2 separate regions of the Pan troglodytes genome follow, and region 2 is linked to region 1. The links are chromatin contacts, called in public Hi-C maps. All regions are on one chromosome and are shown on one strand. The core of a region is the stretch at or near the end of the contact, and the rest is flanking DNA. Distances in the headings are between cores, read along the strand shown. Region 1 has its middle 180 kb from the start of EFNB2. Region 2 holds the start of EFNB2 (ephrin B2).

Region 1 (7,842 bases), core at 3,164-5,663:
ATATTGAAATATGTGTTCCTTCTATAGACCATAAAACTAAATAAGTTTTAGGATCTGAATCACTTATCTCCCTAATGCTAATCATTAAATAATTTATTGAAGGAAAATAATTAGTGGTTACCCTAATATCCAATCAGAACAAAAAATACTAAAAAAACCGCTAAGCTGTCGAAGGCGTATTTGTGGAATGACACTCATAGACACTTTCCGTGACATTTTAACCCATTATTAGTATGCATTTTTAAGACTATTATTTTTAAAAAATTAATAGACTTTATGTATAGAGCAGTTTTGGGTTTACAGAAAAGTTGAGTAGAAAGTGCAGGGTCCCCACATTCACCCTCACTCCCCAAACTCCAATTTTCCCTATTATTAACATCTTGTATTAATGTGTCTTGTTTGTTACAATTGATGAGCCAATAGTGATACATTATTATTAGCTAAAATATGTGGTTTACATTAGTGGTCTTGCTTTGTGGCTTTGCAGTGTACATTCCATGGTTTTGACAAATATATAATGTCATGTATCTACCAGTACAGTATTATAGAGAATGGTTTCACTTTCCTAAAAAGTCCCCTCTACTTCACCCATTCTTTCTTCATCCTATCTTTCTGAACCCTGGGAAAATGATTTTTTTTAACTGTCTCAATAGTTTTTTGCTTTTTCCAGAATATCATGTAGTTGGGATCATATACAATATGTAGACTTTTCAGATTGGCTTCTTTTGCTCAGCATTCAAAGTATCTCCATGTCTTTGCATGGCTTGACAGCTCATTTATTTTTATTGTTAAATATTATTCCATTGTATGGATGTGCTACAGCTTGCTTATTCATTCCGCTACTGCATAGCATCTTGGCCGCTTCCACTTTTGGCAATTATAAATAGAACTGTTAAAAACATTCATGTTCAGGTTTTGTGTGGACATAAGTTCAACTCATTTGGGTCAATACTAAGGCTCACAATTACTGGTTCTTACGGTAAGAGTATGCTTTGTTTTGTAAGAAACCACCAAACTGTCTTCCAAAGTGGCTATTAATTTTTTTGTGACTTTTTCATCAGTGTAGTTGTAAGCCCTGGTCTCAGTCTTTTTTAGTAGTCAGGTGCTTGTAACATTTGTGAGTGTTCTGTTAGTTCTCTTATGTACACAGGTTGTGTATCCCGTATCCAAAAGGCATCAGAAGTGTTTCAGAATTTGGAATTTTTGGACTTTTAGAATATTTACATTATACTTAGCTGATCAACCCTACTCTGAAAATCTGAAATCTAAAATGTTCTAGTGAGCTTTTCCTTTGAGTATTGGTGCTCAGAAAATTTTGAATTTTGAAGCATTTTGGATTTCAAATTGTGGAATTAGGGATACTCAACCTGTATCTTGCTTTGTTAAAAAGAGAGATTAGAAAAAAGAGAGAGAAATAGGAGATCTTAAAGAATATACATGTAATATATATATGAATATATATAATGCATAATATATATAATATATGCATCTTCTAAAAATAAGAACTAATTTAAGATGAGAAAAACTCAAACACAAGAATTAAAATTCCATGCATAATTTTTTATTTTAAATAAATGTAAATTTAAATAAACACTTTGATTTTTTAGACATTGTTTCAAAAGTGCTTTCCAGATTGCTGGTAAGCACTTTCTATTTGTATTTTTTTCTTTTTTTTTTTTCTTGCTTTACATGCTTGGTTAAGGAAAGACCATGACAGCAAATTTTTCTAGTTCTTTGTGTTTAACATGATTGTCAAAACTAAGCCCATTGGTTTACAATTTGGCTGCTAAAACTGTGTCTAGACTTTAGGACTCCAGTTTCATTTTTTGGGTACTTTATCAATGAAACTCCCTCACTTTCCAAAAAGGAAGCTATCAAAGGTATGTATATAGTTTGTTGAATGCCCTATTCCTGATCAGAGGGAAGTTCCATTTCAGTCTGATAAAGTGTTATCTGGCAGAGAAAAACAGAACAACCAAGAAATTTGAATGATGAGATTAGCTGCACTGCGGAGGAGATTGCTAATGATTTGCTAAGTCTCTGAACGCTGTTTAGTGATGGTGTTCATGTCTCCTTGATCAGCGATAGTGATTTCTGCTCTGCTTACGTGGGACCCTACAAACACTGGGTGGGCCAGTGGACGCCAGGAGTCTGCGATTAATCGACTGTGATCACCAGGGAAAAGGGAAACTTTTTCACTTTCTGGTGATGCATTAACTTGGGAAAAGTTTTCTGGATTTAAAGGTTGCTTTTTGCTAGAAACAGTTAACACATCTAGAGAAAAATGAGACATCTAATTTTTTCAAGCAAAGTTCAGGCCTGATGACAACATATAAATAACATACAACTATTGTTCAATCCAGAAAAAATAACAAGAAATCTACTAATGTGATATCATCAGGTCTCAATGAGCTAAATCAGTGAAAGGCCAGAAAAGGGGCAACAACAGGATCATAGGATTCGCGTGTTTGAAGAATCCGAGTCCAAAAGACAAAGAGATACAACCATGAGGTTTGTGGTGAGCTAGGAAAAGCAGTTGCAGAATGACTTTGACATTTAGAAAATGGAGCCTGATGACTTCCTCTATCTATTGTTTAATCTTTTGTTCTAAAAATTCAGAAATAATGTGTATTGCATATCTTTTGGGATGTAAGTGAAGATGGCTCTGAGTTTCCCAGGTGAGAAGCTGCCAGGGAGGTCTCAGCTCAATGGCGAGAGAACCCCCTCTCCACCCATTTACTTGCCATAATTGATCCCGTTTGTCAGTCTTGTGAATCAGAGAGTGTGACTAAAATGGTTTCATGGGCACCCTATTGATTCTGTGTAAGAATCCATGATTATTTTCTAAAAAGTATATTTTAAAGCATGTCAGGGAACAGAATTGCCTGATTGTTTTCCCAGAAGGCTGAGACTGAAACCCCTTGGTACGGTGACAGCGTTTTGGTATTTTTCACTTCTGTTTCAGGGAGGCAAATGCATGCGCTTTGATCAAATGTCAAATGTAGTTGGTAAATCTCACTTCTAAGAAGCCTCCCTTTATGTACTTTTCAGGCAGCCTGTGGGGTGGGGCGTGGAGGTGACCAAGCACTGTTTGTTCAAGGTAGCACCTCTAGTAGGAGCTCATTAAGTCAGGGCTCACACACCGATCATAGGAAGGGAGCGTTGCCCAGCTTCCACTGCCTTTGATACAGATTTTGCCACCATTGTTCCAGTTATTGCCTGAGAGAGCTCATTTCCATATGTATAGAAAACCAATATACTTTCTCCTGCCTGTTAAACTGTCACCTAATGTATTTTTAGAAATATATAATCTAAAAAAGACAGAGGATGAGGCAGAAAGTTCTACAGTAGCAACATTTGAACATCCTCTACCACTTGAAGATGTTAATTAAAAAGTATCTTATTCTACTTGTTTTAATTGCCAAGCAACACAATTTTTTTTTTCCTGACAAAAATTGACTTTAAACGAACTGTTTTTGTGTATAATCTGTTTTGTCTTCTGCTAGGTATGTGTCTAATGAAGACATCAGCCTCCGTTCTGTGTAGGTTGAAGGAATGCCCCCTCCTCTCTGTGCAATCATTTGTAGTGTCAGTATCTTTCTCTACTTCCAATAGCGTCAGGGATGCTGAATGGAGATGCATGTGGTTGTCAGAGAAACACAAGGAACATATTATTAGATCTTTCATAATTAGGCATTGCAGATATGTGCCAAAGATTTAGAGCTTAATCAAAAAGTTCTTATCACATGGGCTTCTGCTGGCAACGAATTGGAAAGCCAACAAAGGCAACCCTGATGCTTGCTTTGCACGATAACAAAGGGAAGACAAAGGCAGACCGATTCTGCCTTAGGTTTATTGCACGCTGTATTTTTTTTTTTTTAAATCATATGAGTCAGGCAATTGTGGGGGAAAGGGGGTTAAAAAGCCCAGCTTCCCTGTGAAGCTCAGAGCCCCTCTTGATCCTGATGGTTTCCTTGTGTCTGAGTCATTTCACCGTGCAGGTGCTGACTAAGACTGAAGGCTGTGGGAACCTGGGTTAATGGGTCCAGCAAGCCTTTTCCAGGTAGCGCCTGGGCTCCGCGGGGAGCGCTCCCGGTCCCTTCCTGTGCCACATCATCCCCACCTCGCCGGGAATTTAAAAGAGGAGCTCTCCAGCCCTTAGATAAACCTGGCCGTGGACATTGGCAGCCAGGACCGGGGGCTGCGGGAAAAACGAGCGCGCCGCGCTGATGGCTGTTTTGACAAACCGTTGTGTGTTTTTTCTGTCTGAGTATCTGGCAGCGCAGGTGAAACATTGTGCCGCTGGTATCTTGGCTCGCCACTCGCTCTCAGGCTCTGCGGGGAGTGTCGGGCCATCCCTGCAAATGTTCCGGGCAAAGCTGTGAAAACAAACGAGGCAGATTAGTTGGACAGGCTCACCAGCTTTTGAGTGTTAACTGCCCTGGCTGCCCCTGCTTCTCAACCCTTTCCCATTCTTTTATCGAGCCGTGCACTTATCAATTAACACAATGGTTTCGGAGGTATTTTTTTCTTCTTCTTCTTGTAGTTACACCGTAGGAAGCAGGATCTCTCATCTTTGGACCTGAAATGGTGCTGATTCTCAGATTCTAATCTTCAAGCACAATATATGACATATTCTTTTAAAAAAAAATAAAGGCAATTTTCCTTATTATTTTAGAAAGCAGGGCATGTTTGCCATAGAGATATTAGCGAATGCAGAGAAACAGCAGGGATAGTTTTGAAGTATACATATTCCGTGCCTGGGTTATGTCACATGATCTATGCTACAGTATTTAAACTAAAATGCTTCTGACTTAGTCTCTGGCAGATAAGGACCATCAATTTCTTTTTTAAAAAGTATAGTTGAGTATGTGTAAATATCCCCGAAGTTCCAAGCATTTGGGAAAAGCCTTCAAACTGTGATAACTTTTAAAAAAAATCTTTGGTTTGAAGTAAAAGCCAACCTGGGATAAAGAGAACTTGAGCGTCCCTTTTGAGGTGAAATCAGAGTGAATTAAAAAGAGTGATTACACCCTTCTTTAATCAAAAGCTCCAGAGATGATGTTTCTTTTAAAAAAGAAACATCAAGGAATGGACTTTGAAAATGACTTTCATATTTTCTTGTGCATTTCAGAGCTAGAGCACATTTTAAGAGTTGTCATTTGTTCTTAAATATCAGACTCCAGTATCAGCCTTTTGTCTGCGCCTGTCCTTCAGTGCATCAGAAAGACTGAGCTTGCCCTTGCTTTGTTGTGAACAAGAAGAAGCTGTCAAATGACTAATGCTCTTGGAATCTCACTGAGGCGTTTATTCTGCCTCTGTTACTATGAGCCCTATGGTCTCTTTTGTGGCAGTAACAATATAGGTAACCTATCTAAAGTATGGATGTGGCAAAAAGGGACTTAGTCATAGCATAATGATTTTGCTTAAAAAAATAATCGTAAAATGACTACCTATACCACTAAACAGGTCTGCCATATACCCTTGGGTAAGTTGTGCACTGTACAATGCTAAGATCCATTCTTATTTTAATCTGTGTAAACAAGTTTGATAACAACAGTATCTGTATGCTTGTAATTAGTCGTGTGGACTAATTACTTGATATAGTGTTAAGGCAGTGAAAGAAAGACACTCGAATTCACACAGCAAGTGTTTATCCAAATATTTCACAATTACTAGAGGGAAATAAAACTCCTTTAGGGAACTTTAAAAATAAGAATGACTTACTTGAAATTACTTAATTAATTGACATTAACAGTATTACATGTTGAAATTCTTCACATGATTCAAAAATAAATAATCCAAAAAGAAAGGTATCATCAGTTCTTAAAATTTTTAGCTTGGTAAATAGCTCTTAAAAATAAACATCTCCTGTCTATTTCCAAGAAATTGATTGGCTTAACTTTTCACAGATATCAAGTCTGGTGCTTTAATTTGATGAATAATAGAGAAAGCGATAAAAAATGTATTTTTGTCAGAAACTAAACGTGCGCTTGTTTCTTACTCTGAGACATAAAAATTAATAGAAGCCAGAATCAATCAGTAGTGCCAGATTTATCTTATTATTGTTTTCTAGGCTCTTATTTTGCTCATTTGTGCCCATTCCAATGAGAAAATAATACAATGACACTATTAATTTTACCTGACAAGCTCTGTTACAACTGCAGTGTTGGCATTTGTGGGAAGTGGGACTGGATTTTTTTTCTAGAGTAAGAATTCTTAAAGACTAAAAACCATATTCCTCTTTGACTCTTTACTACTATAGATTATTGAAAAGCCTTAAATAATTAATTTTAGAAAGAATACTTGAGATTCAGACTAAAAGTTTTTCATGTCCTAGGGAACTACAAGGACTTTGAAATTAAAATAAAATATGACCCTTTTATTTCTTATTTGATATTATGCTGTTTATTTATTGGCCAACTTTTAAGTTTAAGTATTTTAAATATAAAGTTAATATTCTCCACTTCTGAATTTTTAAAGAAATTGTGCAAACTCCTGCACAGTTGTCAAAAGACATTTGATGTTAGGCTTGCTAAGATGAAGATTAACATTTTTTAAAAATTAGGTAAGAAAAAAACTAAATTTGAATCAAATCTGCTATCAATATGGTTTCAATGAAACTGACCTATTCATCACTTTTATCAAACTCTGTGTTATTTTTTACAATTTTGATTTCGCTTCAGCTCACCCTTTCACTACTTGTATGTGAGATTTAATTGCCTTTCAACAAAAGACATAAAACAACAACTTATGAAATCTGGGTATGAACTTTCCTAAGTCAATAATTAGCTTACGCTTTCAAATGAGCTCAGAATTTAGATCTGAACTGTTTTTTCGTTTGTTTGGAGATGGAGTCTTGCTCTGTCGCCCAGGCTGGAGTGCAGTGGCGATCTCTGCTCACGCAAACTCCGCCTCCCAGGTTCAAGTGATTCTCCTGCCTAAGCCTCTCTAGTAGCTGAGACTACAGGCATGCACCACCACACCTGGGTAATTTTTGTATTTTTAGCAGAGACGGGGTTTCACCATGTTGGCCGGGCTAGTCTCAAACTGCTGACCTCAAGTGATCTGCCCACCTCAGCCTCCCAAAGTACTGGATTACACTGTGCCTGGCCCATATCTGAATATTTTTGATACTAGTTTTTTCATTACTCTTATTTTTAGTATTTCTTAAAGCTAGAGTTTAGATAAACAATATTTGCAATTTTAATCTTTTTAATCAAATACAAGACATTTATAAAGAAGATGTAAGAATTAAGATTCTTGGGCAACTTGATATTTTTGTTGGCTTGCTTCTTGGTTGCCATTCCTGGTGTGCAGAGCTGCAGTTCATGCTAGGCTTCATTTTCATATGCCACTGCAAAGTGGATTTAAGTGGTTTGATTGGAGCAGATATCATGGATATTTCTATAGAAGGTTCATAATTATCCACTTTTCTTGACAAAAGTAATACGGTCTTTACTCTTTTTATGTGTGACATTTTTATCACATAATTATCCATTTTTCTTGACAAAATTATCCATGTTATCACATAATTACCCGTTTTTCTTGACAAAAGTAATACGGTCAATACTCTTTTTATGTGTGAAACTTAATTCATTATTTTAAAACATATCATTGTATATATACTAATTTTACAAAGTAACTTCTTAAGTTGGGGCTAGGACAGAGTCTCTGGTTATCAATTAGGCTTATTTTATAAAATAAGGTCATTGCATTCTATTGCATCTGACCTGTTCACAGAACTACCTGAAAGCAAGCTGAATGCAAATGTCATTGCCTTCATTTATTGTAAATAAGGTTTAGAACCTGTGTTCAAAGTAATTGTTTTACCTGAAAGTA
Region 2 (7,842 bases), core at 3,548-6,047, 180 kb before region 1:
ATTTTTATATTTTTATTTTTTGCTCTAGCTCTAAAGAGCCAGTACATTAGAGAATAGTAACTCCAGTGATCCAGCTGTTTCTCTCATTGTTTTTGTATCAATGCTATAAAAGTGTATTTGTTTTGTTTTGTTGCCCCCCCACCCCCAATGGTCTCTCGCTCTGTCGCCAGCCTGGAGTGCAATGGTGCAATCTTGGCTCTGTGCAACCTCCCACCTCCCAGGTTCAAGCGATTCTTCTGCCTCAGCCTCCTGAGTAGCTGGGATTACAGGCACCCACCAGCACGCCTGGCTAATTTTTATATTTTTAGTAGAAACGGGGTTTCACTATGTTGACCAGGATGGTCTCAATCTCCTGACCCCGTGATCCGCTCACCTCGACCTCCCAAAGTGTTGGGATTACAGGCGTGAGCCACCGCGCCCGGCCAAAGGCGTATGTTTTTAATAGTGTATGTTTTCTGATTGCTGCAACTGTTGATTACCAAACCTAGGCTTATTAGGGTTAGAATAAAATGGGTTTGTTTACCATTTGGATGATTCTCATTTTCTAGGTTTTCACTTTGGATTAAAGAAATGACAAGTAGAATAAGGAGTTAACAAAATAATACATTATTGCAGCTGGTTTTAAGTGCTGTTGAAGCTGTTAAGTAGTATAAAGAGGAGGCAAAAAATGATTTTATGGACCCAAAAGAGGAGATCCGTTACGATTGTTGTCAGAAGTTTTCCTTATGTTTATTAAGAGTAGTATTTAACTTTTAAATTTTCATGTATGTATCAAATCAGTCTGAAAAAACATCCTGTTTAGAGAGGTTAAATATTAGAATTAATCATGCAATCGAGAGCGCACAGCTAGCTAGCCATTACCTGCTCCTTTGTATCCACCACACCTCTTAATCCAGCTTGGAATGATGAGTGGAGTTTGGTCCTCCACACTTGGTTTGCAAATAAAGAGATGAAGTTTCATGCCAGGTGTGCGTGCTTGTTGGAGCCATTCGTATTTCCATGTGTGCTGTTTTTACATTAATAATGCTGTCAACGAAATGAGAGGTTGAGCTTCAGATTAAAATGGATACTAGTGGAAAATACGGTATTTTTCTTCCATAAGGAATATGTGACAGTCTATAAGGTATGAGTTTTCTCTAAACTTCCCAGAGAGAAGAATGATTCTCTTTTGACCAAGAGCCTAATGTAGTATTTTTCCTGCCAAATAGACTCTAATATAAAATGTTTCAGTGTTTTAACAATCTGAATTTCAGAAGCAGATGGGAGAAGGGTGTTGAGCAAAGTTGATTTTAAGAAAGGGTTTTATTTTCTCCTGTCAGATCTTTCCCTCAAGGATAAATGGGGGAAAATGTGATTTGCTAGAGAGTGCTGAAAGCATCAGTGACTTGTATGAAATAAACAGCATACAATGCCAGGAAACAAAGGGTATGATTTTACGAGAGGCTTACAAGCTACATAGAGAATGTATGGCTTGGACAACACTTAGTCAACACATACCAAATTTATTTTTCTGTAATGTTATTTAGATAAGCTTTTGTTTTTGCAGAAGTTCTGTTACATATATCTTTTGAAATATGTCCTAGAAATGATGGAATACTATATAAGGAATATATAAGAAACAACCATAAGTTCTGAAGACCAAAACATGCCTAGGAATTCAAAGGGGTAGGAACATAATTACTTGCATTTTTTTTGTTGGAGGTGGGGGATTGCACTTTTTTTAAGCTGCGATTATCTATTTGTCATCTCATTTTACATTTATTCAGCTTTGTGTTAACTTTTATAACTATGGTATCCTTTGAAATTCCCAAATCCTTATTTATTTGACTTATCAAAACTTTTTTTTTGTTTGTTTGTTTTGAGACTGAGTCTCACTCTGCCGCCCAGGCTGGAGTGCAGTGGCGTGAACTCGGCTTCACTGCAAGCTCCGCCACCTGGGTTCACGCCATTCTCCTGTCTCAGCCTCCCGAGTAGCTGGGACTACAGGCGCCCGACATACGCCCGGATAATTTTTTATATTTTTAGTAGAGACGGGGTTTCACCGTGTTAGCGAGGATGGTCTCAATCTCCTTACCTCGTGACCCGCCCACCTCGGCCTCCCAAAGTGATGGGATTACAGGCGTGAGCCACTGCGCCCGGCCTTCAAAACTTAACTCTAGAACACAGTGAAGTAACTTCCTCTGCTGAAATAAAATCTCATTTGATGAGGGTTTAAATACATCTGCTAAAAGTATAGATTTCTCGAAATACATTGATCATGATTCAAAGTGTGGTAAAGAAAAAAACCAAGTTTTCCCAATAATTGTAAAATGAAGTTCAAATACCAAGAGATACGACACTGATGTGATTGGTTCTTGGTTTGGCATGCTTTGGAAATTCTACTTTGCCTTGTGCATGCCAGTACGACCTACTTTTTGCCTGGCATGTTATACAATAGTAGATATAAATGGCTTTGAGGTGATGCTTTTAATTACCAAAATTACCATTAAATAGTAGAATGTTGACATCTTCGAAGTGAGTTGCTACTGCTGATGCTTTTCACATTGTCTACATTGAATCTCTGTTGACTGAAACTAAGCTGTATATTCTCACACTATACTATAGATTTTGTGTGTGTGTGTGTGTAGGATTCCTTTTCAGTCAAATATGCACTTTGTTTTGAAAAGGAAGCGATTTTAAAGTGTATATTTACATTTGTCCCAAGGTAAAACGCTTTGGATGTGAGACTCTCTGATTTACTGAAAATGTTATTTTTGGAAGCTGGCTTATTTTCAGACAATGCAAATTTCCTGTATTTCCTCTAGTTTACTTGGAGAGGAGGATGTAGTGAGCTAAGAGGTCACAACTTCAATTTCCCAATATAAGTTTGTCAAAAGGTACTGAGTACCCAGTGTTCCTTTAAAAGATCATTAAGCTAACTTTATATTCAATTTCAATGAGTTCCTTAAATGATATTTTAGCATACTAAAAACTAGCCCTTTCTCACCCTTGTCAAGGTAGGAGTCATAGTGTCTGCTGCTTCCTGGGTTGTTGGTGCTTCCTGGGAATCCGCTGTTCAAATCGTCATACCGTGGTGGAGCCTTTTTAAAATAAATTATATATATATATATATATATGTGTGTGTGTGTGTGTATATGCGTATATATGTGTATATATATACGTACATATGTGTATATACGTATAAATATGTGTATATGTGTGTATATATACGTATATATGTGTGTGTATATATATATTTAGTTTGAAGGCTTATTTAAAATGAAAATAAATTATGAAACTTTTCTGCTATCAAAGATCTGTTTGGAAGAGTAAGTGTATTCAGTACTTTGTATGCCTTAATGTGTTTTCTATCTTAAACTAGTCTTCACAAGCTTTTACCACTCCAACTGAGATGTATATGTTAACTTAGACTAATGTTTCAAAAACGGATACTTAAAGGCAACGTACCATAAAAATCTTCAGAAATTGTTACAAAGAAGAGTGAAAGAAAACAAGGTGTTTTACCATATGCATTTTCTGTTTTAAATTTAGCGTAGTGGATACTTTGTTTTAAAAATACATAATTTGTAGAATTACTGCCCAGTTTGTGTTTGAAACATAAATCCTGGGGTGGACGGCATTAAATTGAAAAAAAACGTGGGCATACAGTATATTTTAATTTTTCATACTGAATCGTACATTTGCACTGTGCCTTATTTCTACCGTGTTCTTCCTACTGTTGGGCATATAAAAAGATTTTCCTTGGAACTGTGACTTGATTAGATGCTGCAGTATGCTGGATCCGGGTCGGTGGACCGCAGAGCGCTCGAGATGCGGAGAAGCAAAGCTGGCCGCTAGTGGGCGCTGTGGCTCCGTGGAAGTCACGGACGAGCGTCAGCACCGGCGCTCGACCGGGAAAGTAGCGAGGAGTTCCTGCCAGCTCTGCTCTGGGGTCTTGCAGACGCCGAGTGAGAAGCACATGCCTTGACTTTTCCATCTCACACCCTCTAAATCTCTGGTCACTTTGGGAAGCGCGCGTGTCTCCTAGAGGCTAGTGAGACGGTCCCCGCGTCGTGCCTGTGCCGGCGACACGCGGGGAAAGCTCCAGGGGCGCCACCTTCCCGGGGGGCCAGGAGGGAAGGGAGACGCCCGCAGAGAAGGCGGGAGGCGACGACGCTCAGGCCCTGATTAGAGCTGCAAATTCCGGCGCCACGTCGCGGGAATCGTCTTGCAATTCCCGGCCCCACTGACTGAAACTGAGCCGTAGGTGATTGGTACCAAAATCAAGTGAGAAGCCCTCGCCGAGCGGCGTCGGGAGAAGCGCGCAGAAGCCGGGAGCTCTAAGGGAGCGCGCGGAGTGCAAGTCTTGCACGCGGGGCAGCGCCGCATCTGCGGAGAAGGGACGCCGAGCGGAGCCTGTTGCCTTCCGCACTGCGCGAGGGAAAGCCGCGCCCTCTGATTCCGCCGAGGGGGAAGGCGCCCCCGGGCGCGGAGACAGGTGGCCCGCTACTCGGCCGTCGCTATTTCCACGTCTGCACCGCGCCCAGAAGGCCTCTAGCCGCCCCGGGGGCGCCCTGTGCACGCGCTGAGCGCTTCTCCTGCCCGGCGTCTGCTCCGCTCCCGCCGCCCGCGGGAGCCAGGGGCGGGGCTCACCTGTCAGCCCGAGCCCCGCCTCGCGGCACCCAATGTCGGGCGGGGATGGCGGACGGACGGACCGGCCGTCCAACCAGCGCACGGCCGCGGAGCCGCGGGCCAATGGGCTTCGCGCGGCGGGGCGGGGACCCGCGTTTATAGCGCTCTGACAGCGCGCCGGCCGAGCTGACTCTCCTCGGCGGGGACCGCGGCGCCGGCCGGAGCGAGGAGCTGCGCACGCAGCGGGTCCCGGCGCCCTCCCCGCACACAAAGGCCCGCGCGCGTCCGGAGCCCGCGGCGGGGACCGAGCTCCCTCTTTCCTGCCCTGGGGGCCGGGAGCCGCGCGGACTGAGAAGGCTCCTGCGCGCCCGGAGGCGCCCTACTCCGCTCCGTGCTCCGGGACATGGAACCGCGCCGACGCGGCGCCCGCGCGCTCGGGCCGCTGCCCGCTGCACTGGATCTATAGTCACAGGCGGCCCCGCTCGGGGCGCAGCGCCCGCCGCCCGCGCCGGTCGTCTCCGCTCCGGGTCTTTGTGTCCCAGCCCGCACCCGCCCCGCGCCCACCCGCCAGCCGCGGCCGGCCCGGCACCCTGGAGCCGCACGGGAGTCGGCCGTCCGAGCTGCGTCCGGCGCGGCGCCCCGGAACCCCGAGTCCGCCGCGCCGCCGCGCCCCGCGCGTGCGCTCCGGCCCCGCGCCCTGAGGGCCCCGGAGGGCGAGCGCACCTGGCCCGGCGACCGCTGGAGCTGCGCAGCGCGCCTCGGAGCTGCCTGCGGGCGCACGCCGTCTTCCCCGCCAGTCTGCCCCGGAGGATTGGGGGTCCCAGCCTGCGTCCCGTCGGTCCCTTCTTGGCCCAGAGTGCGCGGAGCTGGGAGTGGCTTCGCCATGGCTGTGAGGAGGGACTCCGTGTGGAAGTACTGCTGGGGAGTTTTGATGGTTTTATGCAGAACTGCGATTTCCAAATCGATAGTTTTAGAGCCTATCTATTGGAATTCCTCGAACTCCAAGTAAGTGGCGTCCGCGATCCCCGTATGTCCCCGCCCCGGGGTCCGCCGCGCCGTCCGGGCGGGAGGAGGGGTCAATCCGCGGGGCCTCGGAGCCTGTTTCTGGAACCTCGGTTCCCCGTCCCCCACCCCCAACCCCCGCCCCATTTCACTAGGTGGAGACTCCTTGCTCGGCTTTCCAACCCGAGCGCCGCTGGAACGGACGGTCTCCCCGCCTTTCCTCCCCCGAACGCTCCCAGGCGCTAAAAGCTACTATCGGCTCGGGTGTCACGTCCGGGAAGGTGTCCGATGGCGATACCTGACCCTCTCCTGTTTTCGAGGACGAAGGACATGGCCACAATCTAGGCTGGCCGGCACGCGGGGACTGCTGGGCTCTGGAGAGAGGCGGAGATGCTGCATTCGCGGGGAGCGCGGGCGGCGTGGTCCGGGGCCCGCGGGCGGGCGACCGGGGTGGCAGGACGCTGGCAGCGAAGCGCGTTCTGGAGAGGGGAGCCTGGAGTCGCTACGCTGCCCGCAGAGCCCTGGAGCCGGGGCGCCTTGGCACCGCGCCGCCAGCCCGAGGGTGCGCGGGGAGCTCGCCTGCTTCGCAGGAGAACTCGGGCGTCGAACCCTTTCCTCCGCGCCGGGGAGACGGGCCTTAGGCTTCTCCCTGAGGGCCCGCCGCACCTCGGCCTCCCGCTTCGTTCATAAGCCGGTAGCCCCGGAGTATGCGGTCTCGATGGCCGACCTGATTGTAATGCACTTCCTATAAAAGCTTAGGGCCCTGCCCAGTCGACACTGCTCCTGAAGCCTTCTCCCGCGGGACCCTGGTAGGAATGGGATCCTTAGGATCAGATTTGCTCTTACCGGACTCTACAGCCGGGAGCGAGCCAGGCCTTGTGGAGAGTAACTTTCAGTTTGGGCCACCAGAGTGCATTCAGAATTTAGAAAATCCCATCCATCCCTAAATCTGTGTGGTCATAAGTCGTAGTCATCTGGGTATTCAGTACTGTATATCCCCTTATTTCGAATCACAGCCAAAACATATTTTACAGAATCTTGGAATTGTAGTCTCGGGAAACTTGGAGAAGAAGTATGCAGACATTAGCTGGTGTCTGGAGAAAACGTTTGAGATCAGAAGCAAAATCAATGGCCTAATTGAAGTTGAGCAAGTTGGGCCTGGTTTTAGGAGAAAAGAAATGGGGGATTGATTTAGAAATCACGTGTTAATTAAAGGAGTGTGTCCATTCTCTTAAAAGTGTCAAATTGCAAATTCAGTAACATGTTAACCAAGAATCCCTTCATGAAAAGGGCAAAAACGTCGGTTACAAATCGGTTTAAACAAATGTTTGTATGATGCTAGAAGGCACTTTCAACACCGCTCATACGGAGAAGTTACTTAGCTCTGCCTCCTTCCATGTAGTCTGCTCTTGCATGGATTATATTTTTAATGTAAATTGTTGGATTTGCTGATGAAGTACTGGCGGCGGCATCTTTGCATCGATGCCGGCTCGGGAGGCGCCAGGTGGTGCCGGAAGGAGCCGGGCTAGGACCTCGCGCAGCAGCGGGTCCCGGAGTCCGGGAGAGGCGGGCGGGCGGGCGAGGCGGTCGGGGGGAGCCCGCGGCGCCGCTGCCCGCCCGGTGCCTCCAGAGGTCACTCTTCCATGCGGAATCGCGCAGCGCCAGGCCTCGCCCCTCCCCCAGGCCGCCTGCTCCAGCCACTCTGCACTTTCACTGACCGGTTCTCTTTGAGGCTGTTTTTTTTTTTTTTTTCTTATGAGGATTTAATATTTCTGTTTAAATCTAGTTGAAAGCAATTCCGTTAGCCTCTTCAGCGTTTAGTTCGGTGTGTGTATCTTTATCTTTGCGCCATATTAACTATTAGTTTGTGTGTATCCGGTAGGAGAATTACAAATACCTAGTTGGGAGAAAAAGAAAAGTAGAACAATAGTTATTTCAACCTAAGGTTTAGACATTAATAACTTCTTTTTGTAATGTGTCGAGATGGGGGGTCCTGGGGGGAGGTGACAGGTATTTACCAACCCCCCCCCCCCATTCTGATGATGAAGATGAGTCTGTCTTTCTAGCTATGTCCAGACCTGCGAGGGCCCTGCGTTTCTGGAAGCCTGCCGTTTGCGCGGTTGAGGTTGCTGCTGCTGTCTTGTCCTCCACAGCAGCATTTCTTTTAAAATTCTCCTGATAACGGCTTGCCTGGATGACTGGGTAATGTGTGCCTGGAAAAGGTCTCCC

The links. A called contact is a pair of places that touch in the nucleus more often than the background predicts.
Region 2: a contact with region 1 is called in a Hi-C map of stem cell-derived neural progenitor cells, with 4 times the contacts expected there. The contact joins the promoter of EFNB2 here to the enhancer-like site in region 1. A contact is called at or near these places in 1 of 7 Hi-C or Micro-C datasets (stem cell-derived neural progenitor cells) and 1 of 1 datasets of contacts at active chromatin or transcription factors (stem cell-derived excitatory neurons).

The regions. Positions count from the first base shown.
Region 1 is chr14:111,952,657-111,960,498 of NHGRI_mPanTro3-v2.0_pri, reverse strand. No RefSeq gene overlaps it. Among named protein-coding and RNA genes, the nearest start is that of EFNB2, 180 kb to the left of the region's middle. Within about 2 kb of position 4,413, at least 12 of the 24 cell types and tissues checked have an H3K27ac peak or open chromatin away from gene starts, as enhancers often do. A contact at or near this core is called in stem cell-derived neural progenitor cells, where this site is marked.
Region 2 is chr14:112,136,869-112,144,710 of NHGRI_mPanTro3-v2.0_pri, reverse strand. It overlaps EFNB2 (ephrin B2), which reads left to right and starts at 4,797. Exons shown (of 5, transcript XM_001134800.8): 1 at 4,797-5,616. The coding sequence starts at 5,495.